Regions from separate parts of the Sus scrofa genome. Here all the other regions are linked to region 1. A link is a contact called in public HiChIP or PLAC-seq and promoter capture Hi-C data. All regions are on one chromosome and are shown on one strand. The core of a region is the stretch at or near the end of the contact, and the rest is flanking DNA. Distances in the headings are between cores, read along the strand shown. Region 1 holds the start of ZNF503 (zinc finger protein 503). Region 2 overlaps KCNMA1 (potassium calcium-activated channel subfamily M alpha 1). Region 3 overlaps LRMDA (a long non-coding RNA gene).

Region 1 (4,744 bases), core at 1,378-3,877:
CAGGAACTGGGGCGGGTAGCCGGCATAGGCCCCAGCCAGGCTGCCTGGGTAGGTCATGCCTGCGGGAGGCAGAGGGAACACAGTCTGGCCCGGCTTGTAGGGCGATACGGGGGCTACCAGCCCAGAACCCAATACCGAGGAGGAGGTTGGCGCGCTGGGGCCCGAGCCCGAGCTGGAGCCCGATGAGCCGCCGCAGTCCGAGCCTAGAGCTTTGCCCCCGGGGCCCCCATCTGGGTGCTGGTTCACGTCCACATTAATCCCGCCGCCACAGCTAATCCGGCCGTGCGCCAGCCCCGTGGGTCCCCCTTCGGCCGAGGTGCCCCCAGAGCCCTTGCTGCCGCCACCGCCGCCGCCTGCCTCTTGGTCCTTCTTGTCGTCCTTGCCCTCCGGGCCGCCCCCGGCCGAAGGCAGCATGCCTCCTGGCGAGCAGGCCGAGGCGCTGGAGCTTGGGCTGCCTGTCCTGGGCGTGAATGGCTGGCAGGTGGCGCTCGGTACCCGGAATCCGGATTTCTCCGTCGAAACCCCCCCGCCGCCGCCCCCGCCGCCCCCGCCTCCGCCGCCGCCGCCTCCCGGCTCCTTCTTATCCGAGCCCGGTTTGGAGTACGGCTTGAAACTCGACTTGTCCTCCACGCCGATGTCGCTTAGCTTGAGGGGGCCCGACTTTGCGTCCTTGTCGCCCCCGGCGCCGCCGCCAGCACCGCCCGCGCCGCCCCCGTTGGAAGCGACGGAGGAGAGTTTGGAAGAGGGCGAGGGGTCGGGCTTCCCGATCTGCGAGCATGTTTGGGCCAACAGCGCCAGCGGGCTCTTCTTGGCATCAAGCTGTGGGGTCAGACGTGGGGGGGGGGGGGAAACAAAGAAAGAAGGGGAAACCCTTTAGAATCCTGGCTTTTAGGTTTCAAACGCACCTCTGTAATGACCTGCAAAGATCCTCCCAGCCCCAAGGCGCAATTCTAGGCGACACCCCTTCTACATACACACATTCTTGCTTTTGAGAAAGGCGACAGCACCCTTCCCCCCCCCCCCCCAACCCCACCATCAGGATCTTCTCCGTCCTCTCAGGGATAAATGGATTTGGAAACAAAACAAAACAAAACAAACCGCACAAAATGTTTTGGTTTCTGACTCTTTGACCTAGAACTGTAGCCCTCTCCCCCACCCCATCCCTAATTCTTCCGAGTAAGGGCTAGGGCAGTTGGCGCCTTAGAGGCTGTGCACAAATAACCAGCTTCTGGGGAACCGGAGGACTGCGACTTTGGAACCAACCATATTTTGGACTCCAGTAGGTCTTCTGGGCTGAAAGTAAGGGGGCCTGAGTCGTGGAAGGCGTTTTAATACCAAAGGGAGAAACAAGTTTTGGCTGCCTTGTCTCTCAGCATTCACACCCCGTTCTACCTCCTCCCCCCTTTCCACCCTAGTTTTAAGGTGCGGGAGCACTATCCTCTCCCCCCATCCCGAAGCTGAATCACTCCGATACCCCCACCTTCCAACCCCCAGATCCCGAGAGCAGCAGCCGGGTGGTGGTCCCAGCGCGATCCGGGGATAGGGTCTTTACCTCTATGGGGCTGACAGGAGTGGAAGGCAAGGGCTGCAGGTATTCGGGGTGCAAAATGTGGCCAGTCCGTGCGGTCAGCATCTTCAGCACCTTGATAGGCAGGCGGTTAGCCTGGCGGAGAGGGTCAGAGGGGGGCACGGCGTGCACAAAAGGCTTGGTGCTGCCGGCCGGGGACGAGCCTGGGCCGGGGCCGGAGCTATTTCCAGAGAGCGCGCTGGTCCAGGCAGGGTCCGCACTGCTGCCGCCGCCGCCGCCGCTGTGCTTACTGCTTCTTAGGGCAGAAAGCGAGGGCGCTGTGCTCATGACCCACCCGCGCGCATGGGAGCAGCGGGGGGAGGGCTCCGCGAGGCGCGGGGCGGGCTCGGGGCTGCGCGCTCGCCCGGGGAGCAGGAGCAGCAGGAGGAGCTGGCGAGGCGGCCACCGGCGCCCAGCGCGCCTTCTCGGCGCCTGGAGCCAGAAGCGAATAATCCTGGGTGGCCCGCAGCGGAGCCGTGGCCGAGCGGGAGGAGCCGGCCCGACTGCGGGAGTGCCGGGTGGCTCGCCGTATCCGCCTCGGGCTGTGCCCCTGCGCTGCGCACTCGCGGCCCGGCGCTGGCGCTGCGCTCTGCGATGTGAGCCGCTGCCTGTCCAGCCGGGGCTCTGGCGAGGAAACTCACTTCAAAAGCAGCTGCACCGAGGGGGAGATTAAAGCCTTTGCCGCCTTCCAATCAAATGGGAGCCCGAGGTGATTGGAGGGTCAAGGGGATGTGACGCGTCCCGCGCCGCTGCTGCCGCCGCCGCCAGGACTCTCAGCACTGGTTTTAATGGGCAGCTCCCACTTCGCCTCTCCCCCTGCGTGTCCCCTCCCTTGATTTCGCTCGGAGGACGAGCTGGACATTTATTCTACGTTTGCTATCTGCCGCCTCCCTCTTTTTTCTTCCTCGTCGTCCTTCCTTTCCCCAGCTCGAGAATAAACTGAAACCTTTTGCAGGAGGGTGCGTATGAGGAATAGATTGAGGGTGTTCGTAAGGAGCTCCGGCAGGAATCTGGACCACAGCCGGACTGTCAACTCCAGGGACGCACAGGGGGCGCACACAGTAAATATTCTCTCCTCCTCCTCAGTAACTGAAATCAATTGCGGTGCGGCCGCCTGGGTAAGGAAAGGTGGGGAGCAGGCGTTGGAGTTGGTCCGGCTGCCCGCCCGCTTTGATTTCTTGAGATTCGGCGGCGGAGAAACCAGAAGTCAGGTGGGAAGAGGAGGCGGTGGAGGCACGTCTCCGCTGGGTGTGCTAGGCTCCCCGCCCTTCCCGGCCACGTGACGCCCGGGGATGCGCAGATTGGGGCAGGAGCGGGGGTCACATGTTTCCTCTGTTTCACACTCAGCGCCCCCCCCCATTCTTACTCTCCCCTGCCACCCTCTCTTCTTCTCCCCCCTCCCCACCAGTTCTTTGGGCATCTCCACCCCTCCATCAATTGTCAATGTTCCTCGACCGCAATCAATCAGTTATTTGTCAGCTCTTGTCAATCCGCCGGTGATTTATGTCAGCTTTTGTTGCTGATTACAAGGCGGGTGCGACTTGAAGGGAAAAAGAGGGAGAGAGAGACGGAGAGGAAGAGACCGAGGGGGAATTGGAAGAGGGGGAAAGAGGAGCAGCCTCCTGGGATGAGAGCTGGGGGCTCTAAGAAAAAGAATGGAAGAGGAGAAAGACGCTCAGTGTCGGGAAAATGAATAGTGAGAGTAAAGTGCGCAGGTGCGCCCAGGGCGCCGGGAGGGGTGCTCTGGCCTGGGGTGTGCGCCTCGTTCCTTTCGATATCGGAGATAGGTACACCCTTCCACCTCTGGGTTTCCTGTCCATTGGGGCCGCGGAGTTAGGAGCCGCTCCGGGTATCGAGACGGGCGGTGGCGACGTCTAACACGGGAGATTTCCACCCCTACCCCCAGCCCCCAGTCAAGATAGTCCCTCCTGGACGTGTAGCGTTCAGTCTTTAGGCTGCCCTGCCGCGGACCCCACCCCGCGTAGTGCCGGGACCCTAAACTCGGAGACTTCTAAGAGCCACACCACCAATATAACCTTGAGTCCTGGAGGTCAATGATGGGGTACCCCTAGCCTCAATTCTTTGACGTCTCCACAATCGTGGCTAGGGCTAGGAGGCTACAAAGAAGAGGCCTGACCGTGTGTGTTTGGGAGAGATACATTTCAGGCTCACTCATGCCCCCTCCTCAACCCTTCCTTCACCTTGCGCCATCCCCGCAGGCTAGATAGCCGGTGTTACTCCCCTCTGCCCGCTAGAATTTATTGGAACGCCGAGCCGGGACTGACCTGCTCAGAGAAAGCAGAAAGAAGGAACGAGAGAGGGAGGGAGTGGCTGCCTGTGGGAACACTGGCTCTTCCAGGGAAGCGGAGCGGGACTGCCGCGTTCCCCTCGATTTGCACCGTCACTCGGGCTGTTTGGAAGGAAGAGGGGAGGCGCTGTGCGCGACTCTGAGTACCTGGATCTGGGTGCAGAAGTGTGCATGAATGCCTGTGCCGCTGTGTGAGTTGTCAGGGCTTTGGTAGCGTTGGGAGCGAGTTCGGGGGTCACCTCCAAAAACTCGCAGAAACTGGAAGGGGTCGAGAGCGAGGACACATCCCCTTCCTCGGAAGGACTTGGAAGACTTTGAATCTACCCTCCCCCACTTTTCCGCCCCGGCTCTTCTTTTGTTGTCAAGTCCTTTTGATAAATGGTGGGGCAGGGAGCGCAGGGGAGCCGGGAGCCAGTTTGTATCCGCGCTGGGGGGTGCGGGGGCTGGGCCTGGAGAGCCGGTTTCCACCGGCGCTCACCCGCCGCTGAGCCCCTTGGGCGTGGAAGTCGGGTGTGGGACTTGCCCTCGGCGTGCTCGCCCTCTCCTCTCTCATCACCTCATTCCCCTCTCCCTCCTCTCTGTCTGTCTATGTCTCCCACTGAACAGTGATACCGAGAACTTTCTGGGGGTGAGTTTTAGAATTTTCTCCTAGGCATTCTTTTTAGGCGTTTTATTCCTTGATCCTTTAGGTTGGTAAACTTAATGAGATTGTAACTTGACTAAAGATAATTTGGAGAAGAGGGGAATGGGGCGGTGTGTATATGGGGAGTCTGTCAGTTATGAGTGCCTGTGTTTAGGTGTAACAACACACCTGCCTTCAAGGGGGTCTGGAATGTCTGCCTGTGCGACAACGGAGGAAGGTGAGTCCG
Region 2 (4,744 bases), core at 1,660-4,159, 1.5 Mb after region 1:
CATAACACCCCCTACATTACCTCCAGCTTTCAGTACTGGAAACCTTGCCTTTCTTCTTTGGAGACAGACTAGACTTAGCCATCTTCTTCAGCTGTGTAAGGATGTGAGTAACTCAACTTGCTCCACAGGCTGTGTAGCACCAGCCTATTCTCAAATGCCAGCCATACCAGACTCACTCTGTGACCCTTGGCAAATCACTTAACCTCTCTGTGCCTCGGTAGCCTCATCTGTCAATGCACTGTTTATAGATGCCAGTTTCCAGATGCCTCAACTGCAATTAACAATGACTACCTCATGATAAAGATGAAGATAATATTTGTAAGGGCCACAGGGCAGTGCCTGCAGTGCAGCAAATGCTACCTGTGGATTCAGCTGAACAGCAACAATAACAAACACACGTGTATCCACATGCACACACACCTTTGCCATGTTGGCAGAGCCCATTGCCTACAGTAAGAGTAGATACGACACTAAACCTCATCTTCATGTGAATTCAAGCAATTGGCTATTTCCTAGCACACGACATTAACAAGACTCTGGTCCTGGGTGAGGGAATGCTTTTATAAGAGCAGATGTGTCAACCTCACCTCAAAGGGGAGAAGTAATTTTCCAGCACACCTAAGAAGGCCTCACTCTTCTCTCCATTGAGGAGGACTTGTTTATAATCTCTACATCCACTCTATTCTGAAAATGGTTCCCATTACACTGTTCTGTGCTCCACTGATTCTAGGTTTAAATGCGAATCAAAGATCCTGAGAACGTTCCTATGAGCATGCTGGCAAATAGCCTACACTTGTTGGGCCAGATGACAAATGTCCATCTCAGATCAAGGAAGCATCCAACTGAAATGATGGGCACCACATGAGAAGGGAGGGTCCCAAGGCTTGATTGAGACCAGAGGTGCTGCGGATCAACTGCTCATTTCTGTCTGGATGGGATGTGGAGGCAGGATGCACACAGCCTGTGCCTTCGCTCCGCCAGGCTCACTCCAGCAGCTTTACACCATCCTGGTCTGATACTAATTCAAGACAAGGCCCAATCGCATCACAACAAATTAGCCACAGACACACGATAGCAATCAACTCGGGGGGCTGTCCTGAATACGGGCTGGGGGATTCCCTGTTCTCTAGGAGCTGCACGCTCCCACAGATGTTTCTAAAAGCCTCCTCCCCGAGGCCCATTTAGAGAGAAATTAAATGCAACTTTGACTTAATTAACGTTTTAAATGATAATGAATACAATGTAGATTCATAGGAGGCATTTACATTGTGTTGTAAAATTGATAAAAATTTAATAACTCTTTGTTAATAAGTGATGTCTCCCCAGACCCATAAAGCCTAAGGCGCTGCAAACTCCAGCCTGGGTCTAATCCAAGCTCCCGGTGCAGGTGGAGGAGGGAAGCAGAGGTGGACTTGACATTTGCTCCCAGCCTGCTCTAATTCAAACCTCTGCTTGTTCATCAGTACTTTATTTCATACAGTAAAGGTCAGGATTGGAGCTCAAGGCACAGCCTTGACAAGAAGGCTCAAGTGAAAGGCGGGCTGGCCCTGGCATCTGTCGCCCGAGATAGCAGAGGAGCGGGGGAGATGGAGCGCTAACTGGCCACATCTGTCCTCCACCACGGAGGTAAGAGGCAGAGTCCACTGCCCGGTGGTAGGAGCTGTCAGGGTGAGTAGGATGACAACCGGCCACTGTCCTGAAATAAAAATGCAAACATAATTTCCATGTCACCTTGCATAAGGGCTCCTGCTTAGCTTACTTGTGGCACGCCAACGTCTTTTCTGCTTTGTCCTTGAAGAGCTCAGTCACTTATTAAAGTATCAGATCCCTGGGAAGGGAGGTGTTCAAGCGATGGGGGTTTGCACAAAGCCCCCTTTCCTCTTTCTTACCTTCTACTTTTTGTTTCCCAGCTCTGTTTCAAAAGGCCTTCTTTTGAAAACTTGGCTGAGGTTTGCCTACTGGTCCCCTTCTCATTCATCTACATGTGGTACCTCTTCATAGAGCACGGATATTAAAGAATTCACAGGACTATGCTGGAGGGGGAGGGGCAGGGAGCAGAGTACCATGAGATCCCAAAAAACATTTTTTCAAAATAAAAATGTGGGTTGTTGGGAGCTCTTTAAAGAGGGGCAATTAAAAAGATGCTTTTCAAAGGGAAATCTTGCCTAAGCACGATGGCTGCCTTACAGTGTGCTGACCACCAGAGAAGCACACAGGAAGGAAAACCTGGCATCAACCCCTGCTCAGTGTGGTCCCCACAAAATCCAGGGAGGGGCACTGGCTTCTGCAGCCTTGTCTCCTACCAACCAAAGTGCCTTAACATGCCCTCCCTGGCCCATCATCCGCCTCACGGAATGATTAAATGCCTTCCTGCTTTCACATCCTGCAATGAAGGGTGAATGGCTAAGTCAGGGCACACGGGCCAAGGCTAAAGAACTCGGGCAGAATCCAAAAGCTGCTCAGTGTTGGCTATCACGGATGTTGAGAGAGAGACACCATACCAGCAAAGCACCAGAAAATGGAAGAAACTGCGGACCCAAGATGAAGGGGCTTTAAAAAAAAAAAAAAAAATATATATATATATATATATGGGAAACTATGATGAAGTTGGTTTGGGCCGAGTCTGCTCTGGCTGTCCTCTATCTTATCTATCGCTGATGGTGGTGGTAGGGAAAGAGAATCTTTGGTTTCAGGATCCTGAACAAAATCAACAAATGAGATTTCGGACTGGGGAGCCTGAGGAAGTCCCCCCAAAGTATACATACAGAAAAGGACTAAGATAATTATAGGCTGTTGCTTTTTAAAGACAGCTTATGAAATTAAATCTCCCTGCAACAGGCACTAGGGACTGTCCGCAGAGGGTGTGTCTGATTATAGACACTTTCCTAGAGCTATTTCCAGCCCCTGCCCTCATATCTGATTTTATGTACTTCAAAATGCCATTAGTTCAGTCGAGTGACTTTAGTTCTATTGACAATGTTAATTCCCTGCCTGTACAAACCAAAGGCTACCCAGGATAAGCTGATTTTTGTTTATTATCTGACAAGACTCAAGATCACACTGAACTGATTTTGGTATGGTTCCCTTCAACCTAATCATATTGGACTTCGCCCTCGCCCAAACCACTGGAGCTGAATGCCCTCTTGTATTATATCTATACCCGAAATAGAAGTCCTGCACAACTTAAAATTAGCTACAGTAGTTTGCAAAAGGGTGTATGTAATTGTGCAGGTTTAAACTATTAGTAAATTGAAAGGTTGGTGTGAGTGATCACACATGTCCTTTAGCGAAAACTATTTCCAAGTGCAAGTCTAAAGATCTGTTTCTCTTCCAGCACGTGATTAATTTGTTCATGCCAGGCTTACTGACGGTTTGTGGCCAGCATCACATCAGGCAGGTCTCAGCAGGTTCGAATCAATAGGGTCCTACGTTGTCACTGCATCATAATTTTAATTGTCCCTTTCTATTAGACTTAGCAATCAGATACCAGTCAAGACTGAAACAACCAAAGTAAATTCTGAACAGAGAAAAGGTACTCATTTACCAAATTATATGGAAGGGAAGTGGAACAGATTAGAACCTCAGTCTTTGTATATGCGTTTGCCTATGCTGCTGGACAAATTATATATATATATATATTTGATGGTCCTAGAACATAGCTGCTTGTGAAAAGTCTGGGGCCTACACCATCTCAGCATCTTTTAAAAGAGCTGGTACTTTTGCTCAGGGTCATTAGAAGTAGAAACAAAATTGGGGAGTTCCTGTTGTGACTCAGAGGAAACGAATCTGACCAGCATCCATGAGGACACAGGTTCAACCCCTGGCCTCGTTCAGTGGATTAAAAATCTGGCGTTGCCTTGAGCTGTGGTATAAGTCACAGACACAGCTCAGATGCCGAGTTTCTGTGGCTGTGGTGTAAATCAGGGGCTGCAGCTCCAGTTCGACTCCTGATCTGGGAACCTCCATGTGCCATGGGTGTGGCCCTAAAAAAAAAAAAAAAGAAAGAAAATTGGCAAGATCAGAAAAGGAGGCTATGTACACCGATTCTAGCCACTGTGCTAAGTGATTCAGTCTTGCCAAAAGCAGTCCTGTGATGAATCCTACCTACCTGGTCATTCTCTGCCTTATTTATCTGACACTGCTTTTTAAGTCTTTTGTAAAAGAGTCCCCCTTCTCTGCAAATCTTTTTGTCAACCCAGTGTTGCCTTACATCCCCATGAGTTCAACAGAAGGAGACAACTGAGAGAAACATATGTGACTTAACGTGACAAGGACGTGTAACAGGCCACACCTCCGAGGAGAGGTACACAGGGCAGGCAGGCCCTGCTACGAAAAAGGCTGATTTCTAAAACTGTGCGAACACTTTTAATATATTGCCACTCCTCTGGGAACTGGCTCCTTCTCTTCCCACTTCAGAAAACATATAATGGGACTTTGTGTTTCCATTTAACGTCCCCTGAAAACGGAAATCTTTCCCCTTATGAGAAAAAAAAAAAAAAAAAAGTAGTAAAGAGTAGACGAAAGGCAAAAAGCGAACGAGTTAGGCAGTCTCCAAAGTACACGGGCTCAACTGGGAAACTGCGACCAAAGCAAGCTCCATAATAATATAATGACCTTTAATGAGTGTCTTGGGAAACAATACAGCCCTAGCATAAAAGACAAAGGGCAAAACCCATCATGGCTCTGCTGACACTAATTCAAAATGATTTTCAGAACAACTAAAGAATGTAAGAGAAGTAATCTG
Region 3 (4,744 bases), core at 914-3,413, 1.1 Mb after region 1:
AGTCCCAAGACGTTTAGAGTTCGAGGAGATACAAACAAGTGAATACATTGCAGATGTACAGAGAAACCACCGCCTACCGAGTCGCAGCCAGCGGGTTCCCGAATTCCAGCCTGGGAGCGCCCTCCCCACCACAATGTTCTTTGCAAGCAAACTGTTTCCTCTGTAATTTTCACAGTTTATGGCAGTTACCATGTTGGGGGAAGGAGAGAGAGAAGTGTACAGCCACCACGTCACTTCACTTAAGAGCAGATCCTGTTATTTTACTAAGAACCTTCATGTTAGAGAAAAGTCTTATGGCCACATGTCAGACTGTGCTTTTTTCCCCTTCCATGTTAAGGTTATTTATTTACTTATTTATTTACTTATTTATGTATGCATGGATGAAGTACAGAAGTCCCATTTTGGGGGGTAATCCCTTTCCAGCTGTGAGCTCTGGTAGGCGTCTCACCAGCGGCAACCACTTGGTTAATTTCAGCAATGGTAGGTGATTCAAGTTCAAAAATTTCAGCTGATTTTAACCATTGCTGGCCAGACTGCCTTTCTTCCCAGGAGCACACCAGCAGCTGGATTTCATTTTTAGCTGCCAGGCTGTCCCTGCGCCTTCCTGAGGAGCCCTCAAATGGAGTGCCTTCCCTTTCCGGATTTTATTCAAGGTGACAGCTCCTCACACATTGGTACTCTGATCACCTCGAGTAGCAGAGATAACAGAGGGATGAATGTGGTCCCCCCTGCAGACTCCAAATTTAGACGGACTGAGGTTATCCTTAGGCCCCGTGACCCCAGCTCTCTGACAGAACAGGGCTGCCGGGAACTCTCATGATGTTGTGGGAGAAATACTCTGCAGGAGCAGGCGAAGAAGACCCCAAGTGAGAGGGAGTGATGTCAGCTTTCGTTAGAGCCACAGACAGTGTTAGAATATCCTTGGCATAATGTGGCTCTGGTATCTCTGTCAGCATCTCTGTTTTCTGTCACCGCACACAATCCTGGGCCTGTCTCGAGCCCTGACAGTGTCTTTTCAGATCAGGTTATTGCCAGCACAGAGACTAGCTCTGCTCCCCACCACACAGCCCCTTTGTTTGAAGTCGGCCCTCTTGTCATTAATGCACTTGATGTCTATTTAAATCTGAGGGCAAGTGCGGTATCTGTTTTCCCGTCAAGAGATCATTGACAATATTAATACCTCATGTCCTTGCCTCATTTTCCAAGCTCTGACACTTCGCCACAGTCTCCTGCGTTCATCAAACAGCCCTCTCCCACCAGGGTGTCTATAAACATTCTTGCTTCCTGGCCCCAAGGAACAGGGCCTGCCTTACAAAGGACTTTTATCAGTGCCAGCCAGGAAGAAGGGCTGGGGAGTGTGACTCAGGACACTTCACCTCCCTCCACATTAGGGCCCACGTTCAGGAGTATACAGCGTGTTTCTAGAAGGGCACCTGCTGTTCAGGTCAAGGTCTGCATGGAGAGAGGTCAGAGAAAAGAAATTCAATCCCAAGTGTGCAGGAAAGTTTCTTAGAGCTAATGTACCTGCTCGTGGGTTATGTTGTGTGTGTATATGTATGTGTGTATCTTTTCTTCTTTTACTCAAGAGAAAGCCTATGTTCTTTATAATGTCTGATAGTCCTATCCATTTCTTTTTATAAAAATTCATGCTGTACTGGTACTGGTAATAAGAAATTAATAGCCCTCGGTCTCATCCTTCCAGCTTCTTGAGGGTTTATTGAAAATCATTTATGTTTAAGGAAGCCCCTTGTGGATTTTCAGAAACTTCGAAGACACTCCCACCCAGGCCTGTAGGGATGCTGTGCTTGGAATGCAGCCCGAGCAGCTGTACCCACAGACCTGTCCTCACATTGGTGACAATATTAGCACAACTCGGGGTGTGACATACTTCAACACCATGAAGGGAACAGCTCAGTGCCAACAACCAAAACGAATATTTAGGCCCCAGGAAGGGTCTCAGGGAGGTTTCATCCAAGCTCAAGATTCCAGGCACCAGACCAATATTAAAAAGCAGAACTCGGGGACTGGGGGCCAAAGAGAAAGCACGGCCAATGGGGAGGAATGGTCCACAGAGAACTTGCTCAGAAGAACATGGCAGAAATAGAGGTGATGAGAGCACGTCCAAGGTTCATTCTGAGGCCATGGAGTGATGTCATCCTCTCTCCATTGCCAGCTTGCTGGGATTCTGTGACCCTAGCTGTTCCCAGCTTGTCCCAAGCCATCCAAACCAAGGAGCATCTGCCTTCTCTTTAAAACAGTCATTTCTGAGTCATTTTTAATCCTTGTTTAAGAGTAATATCTAAAGTTCTATCGTGGAAAAACATCTCCTGTACAATCCAGAGTATTCACTGTGTAGTACTTCTGATGTCAAGAACCTGCATAGTTTCAAGTGCTAATTTATCCCAAATGAATACTAGATAGTGGGTTGTTGGTTTCACACTATCAAGATAATGGGAAAATCATGTATATAGGTAGCTATTATTATAGACAGATTTGCAGATCATGAATTTATATTTTATGGACTTTGTTTTTGTTTTTGTGGTTATGCACACTTCAGAGATCCAGATACTACTAGCAATAAGACAACTCCGTGAAGCTGAATTTTAAGTTAGTTTTTCTAAAATTAGAAGAAAAATATCCAAGGTGACAAAGAAAGCAAATTGTAGTTACACATGTTTTCTTGGAAAACTTGATTTTTTTTTCTTAATAACCCTACACACAGCTTTCAAAATAATGCTGGCAGGTGATTTCTTATGGGTATTTAGTATGGAATATGGAGTTGATGAAAATGTTTGACCTTATTCTAGGGCTGTTGTTTACAGTTAAGTCTTACTACAATCTCCTTGAATGAGAGCAAAGCTATGTTTGGAGCCACAAAACTACTTAAAATAAAACTGAAGTTGAAAATCACAAGCATGCCAACCTGAGAATCCAGTTCAGGACTTCTGCTAAGAAGAGGCCATTTAATGTGGTGCCTCGTATAACTTTCTGTGTGGCATTTTGTCAACACTACCACTCTTTTTTAATCATCCATACTTTATGCCTCCTGTGATTTGGAAGCTTCTCTCTGGAAGTTAACAAAATTGATTCATGATAAAGCCTTTGAAACTAGTCACATTCTGGGAAGGCTGTTTTATATCTTTTGTTTAGGCAGGGCCCATCTTTAAACTCTTAATTTTCCATTTTTAGAAACTCCAATAAGGGAACTTGGAGAGAAGAGAGGACTGTGCTTTGTTTTGAGAAGTAATTGGCTGAACTAGAACATTCTCTGAAATGTGGAGGAGAAATCATGCAGGAAAAACATTATTCCTAGGACCCTGTGCTCTGGTCACATTTTGTTTGAATGTCAACCCTGAGGACAGAGAATAGGGTCCTTCCCTTCTGGGGCTTTAGTCCATTTGCTGCCACCCATTGGACCTGTGGTTGTGGTGTGTTTCCCCTTTTCAGCACCTGTGTTTTCCTACTATCCTAATTGTGCCACCTGTAATGATGTGTTTCCTTTTATTTGCAGGTGTCCTGGGGAAGTGTCGCTATGTTTACTATGGTAAAAACTCGGAGGGCAACAGATTTATCCGAGATGACCAGCTCTGAAGGCAAGTTCTATATGCCTTAGCCAGTGACCTAAGAGTGAAAGAAAAAAAGGGAAAGCAAAAATAAAGAAAAAGCTAAATAAAAAGACAATGGCCCACATTGCATCTCTGTGGGAAGGCTGTGACTTCAGCTTTTGGTAACTTCTGCTGACTTCGCTAGGCCTGTCAAGATCATCCTTCTGCCTTAGACTGAGTGGTCACATAGAGATTGACATGATTGCCCTTAAGCAGGTCTCATCCACCAGGGTGACAGACAGCAGTGGCGAAGCACCAGGGCTGACAGGATGAACACCATGATAGATTGCCTGGCCCCTCCACTGCTCACAGGGGAGCAGAGGTCACACCTGGGGCCTCCCTGAGCATGCTCAGTGGCTGCAGTCAAGTGAGAGAGACTGTGTCTTTAGCTTGCCTATTGAGTAGAAATCCTTCTGATACCATTATGCTGCGGGTTTATCGTTAGTGAAATAGTCAGAGCAAATTTAGAGGAAGGCTCCTCATCCTTTTTTCCCTTAAACCTTAACCTCTTGTATTTTGCATAGCCCCCTTCTGCCCCACCTCCATCACCCTTTAGCATCTTGATCCCAGGCAATGCATTTCAGTTGCTGTTTTTCAGAGAACAGAAGAGGTCAGTTCTTATCCAGGTCATATGATGACAGTGAGCTTCATGTTCTTATAGTTCGTGTATTGGAGTAAATTTCTTTTCCTAAATCCCTGACTATAAAACCCTGGACTTTATCATGTCTTGTTCATTTCCAAATCCACTTCTTGCCCTGAATACTATGCAGTGGCAGGCATCTTTCCAACACCAGGTTCTGGTTGTACCAAGGACTCTGAGTTATTTATGTATTTTTAACCACACACCCTCCAGCTATGTCTATGGCTATGTTTGTGTTTGGAGCTGGCCTGATCCTTTGGGTGGTATTTAAAGGTAGTGAGGTGATAAAAGATAAAGTGATAGGTTAGGAAGTGAAAAAGGAAAGTGAAGACTGTAGAAAACACCCCCCAGATCAAATGGTCTTTCATAAAAAGCATGAACCCTTTGAGTTTGCTATATTTCTCAGGACCTCTCAGAAATGAAATCCACAGCTTGTGAGGTGGTGTTTTTGCACCTTTGGCTGTATTCTAGCCCTCATGTTTCAAGGAAAATAAATGTG

The links. Promoter capture Hi-C pulls out the DNA fragments that hold promoters and counts their contacts. HiChIP or PLAC-seq counts read pairs in DNA pulled down with a chosen protein or histone mark.
Region 2: a contact with region 1 is called in an H3K27ac HiChIP or PLAC-seq map of skeletal muscle. The contact joins the enhancer-like site here to the promoter of ZNF503 in region 1. A contact is called at or near these places in 1 of 5 promoter capture datasets (fetal skeletal muscle), 14 of 47 Hi-C or Micro-C datasets (brain, embryonic fibroblasts, epiblast stem cells and 9 more) and 1 of 2 datasets of contacts at active chromatin or transcription factors (skeletal muscle).
Region 3: a promoter capture Hi-C map of fetal skeletal muscle shows a contact between it and region 1, with 19 times the contacts expected there. The contact joins the enhancer-like site here to the promoter of ZNF503 in region 1. A contact is called at or near these places in 1 of 5 promoter capture datasets (fetal skeletal muscle), 14 of 47 Hi-C or Micro-C datasets (brain, embryonic fibroblasts, epiblast stem cells and 8 more) and 1 of 2 datasets of contacts at active chromatin or transcription factors (skeletal muscle).

What each region holds. Positions count from the first base shown.
Region 1 is chr14:77,926,127-77,930,870 of Sscrofa11.1, forward strand. ZNF503 (zinc finger protein 503) reads right to left here and starts at 2,628. Exons shown (of 2, transcript XM_021073148.1): 1 at 1,553-2,628; 2 at 1-819. The coding sequence starts at 1,855. LOC106506044 (a long non-coding RNA gene) reads left to right here and starts at 3,294. Exons shown (of 3, transcript XR_001301017.2): 1 at 3,294-4,066; 2 at 4,673-4,735.
Region 2 is chr14:79,464,407-79,469,150 of Sscrofa11.1, forward strand. All of the region lies in intron 18 of KCNMA1 (potassium calcium-activated channel subfamily M alpha 1), which reads right to left. Among named protein-coding and RNA genes, the nearest start is that of KCNMA1, 640 kb to the right of the region's middle. Within about 2 kb of position 2,910, at least 3 of the 83 cell types and tissues checked have an H3K27ac peak or open chromatin away from gene starts, as enhancers often do. A contact at or near this core is called in fetal skeletal muscle and skeletal muscle, where this site is marked.
Region 3 is chr14:79,047,863-79,052,606 of Sscrofa11.1, forward strand. LRMDA (a long non-coding RNA gene) reads left to right here. Exons shown (of 6, transcript XR_002338559.1): 6 at 3,512-3,678. Among named protein-coding and RNA genes, the nearest start is that of KCNMA1, 1.1 Mb to the right of the region's middle. Within about 2 kb of position 2,164, at least 8 of the 83 cell types and tissues checked have an H3K27ac peak or open chromatin away from gene starts, as enhancers often do. A contact at or near this core is called in fetal skeletal muscle and skeletal muscle, where this site is marked.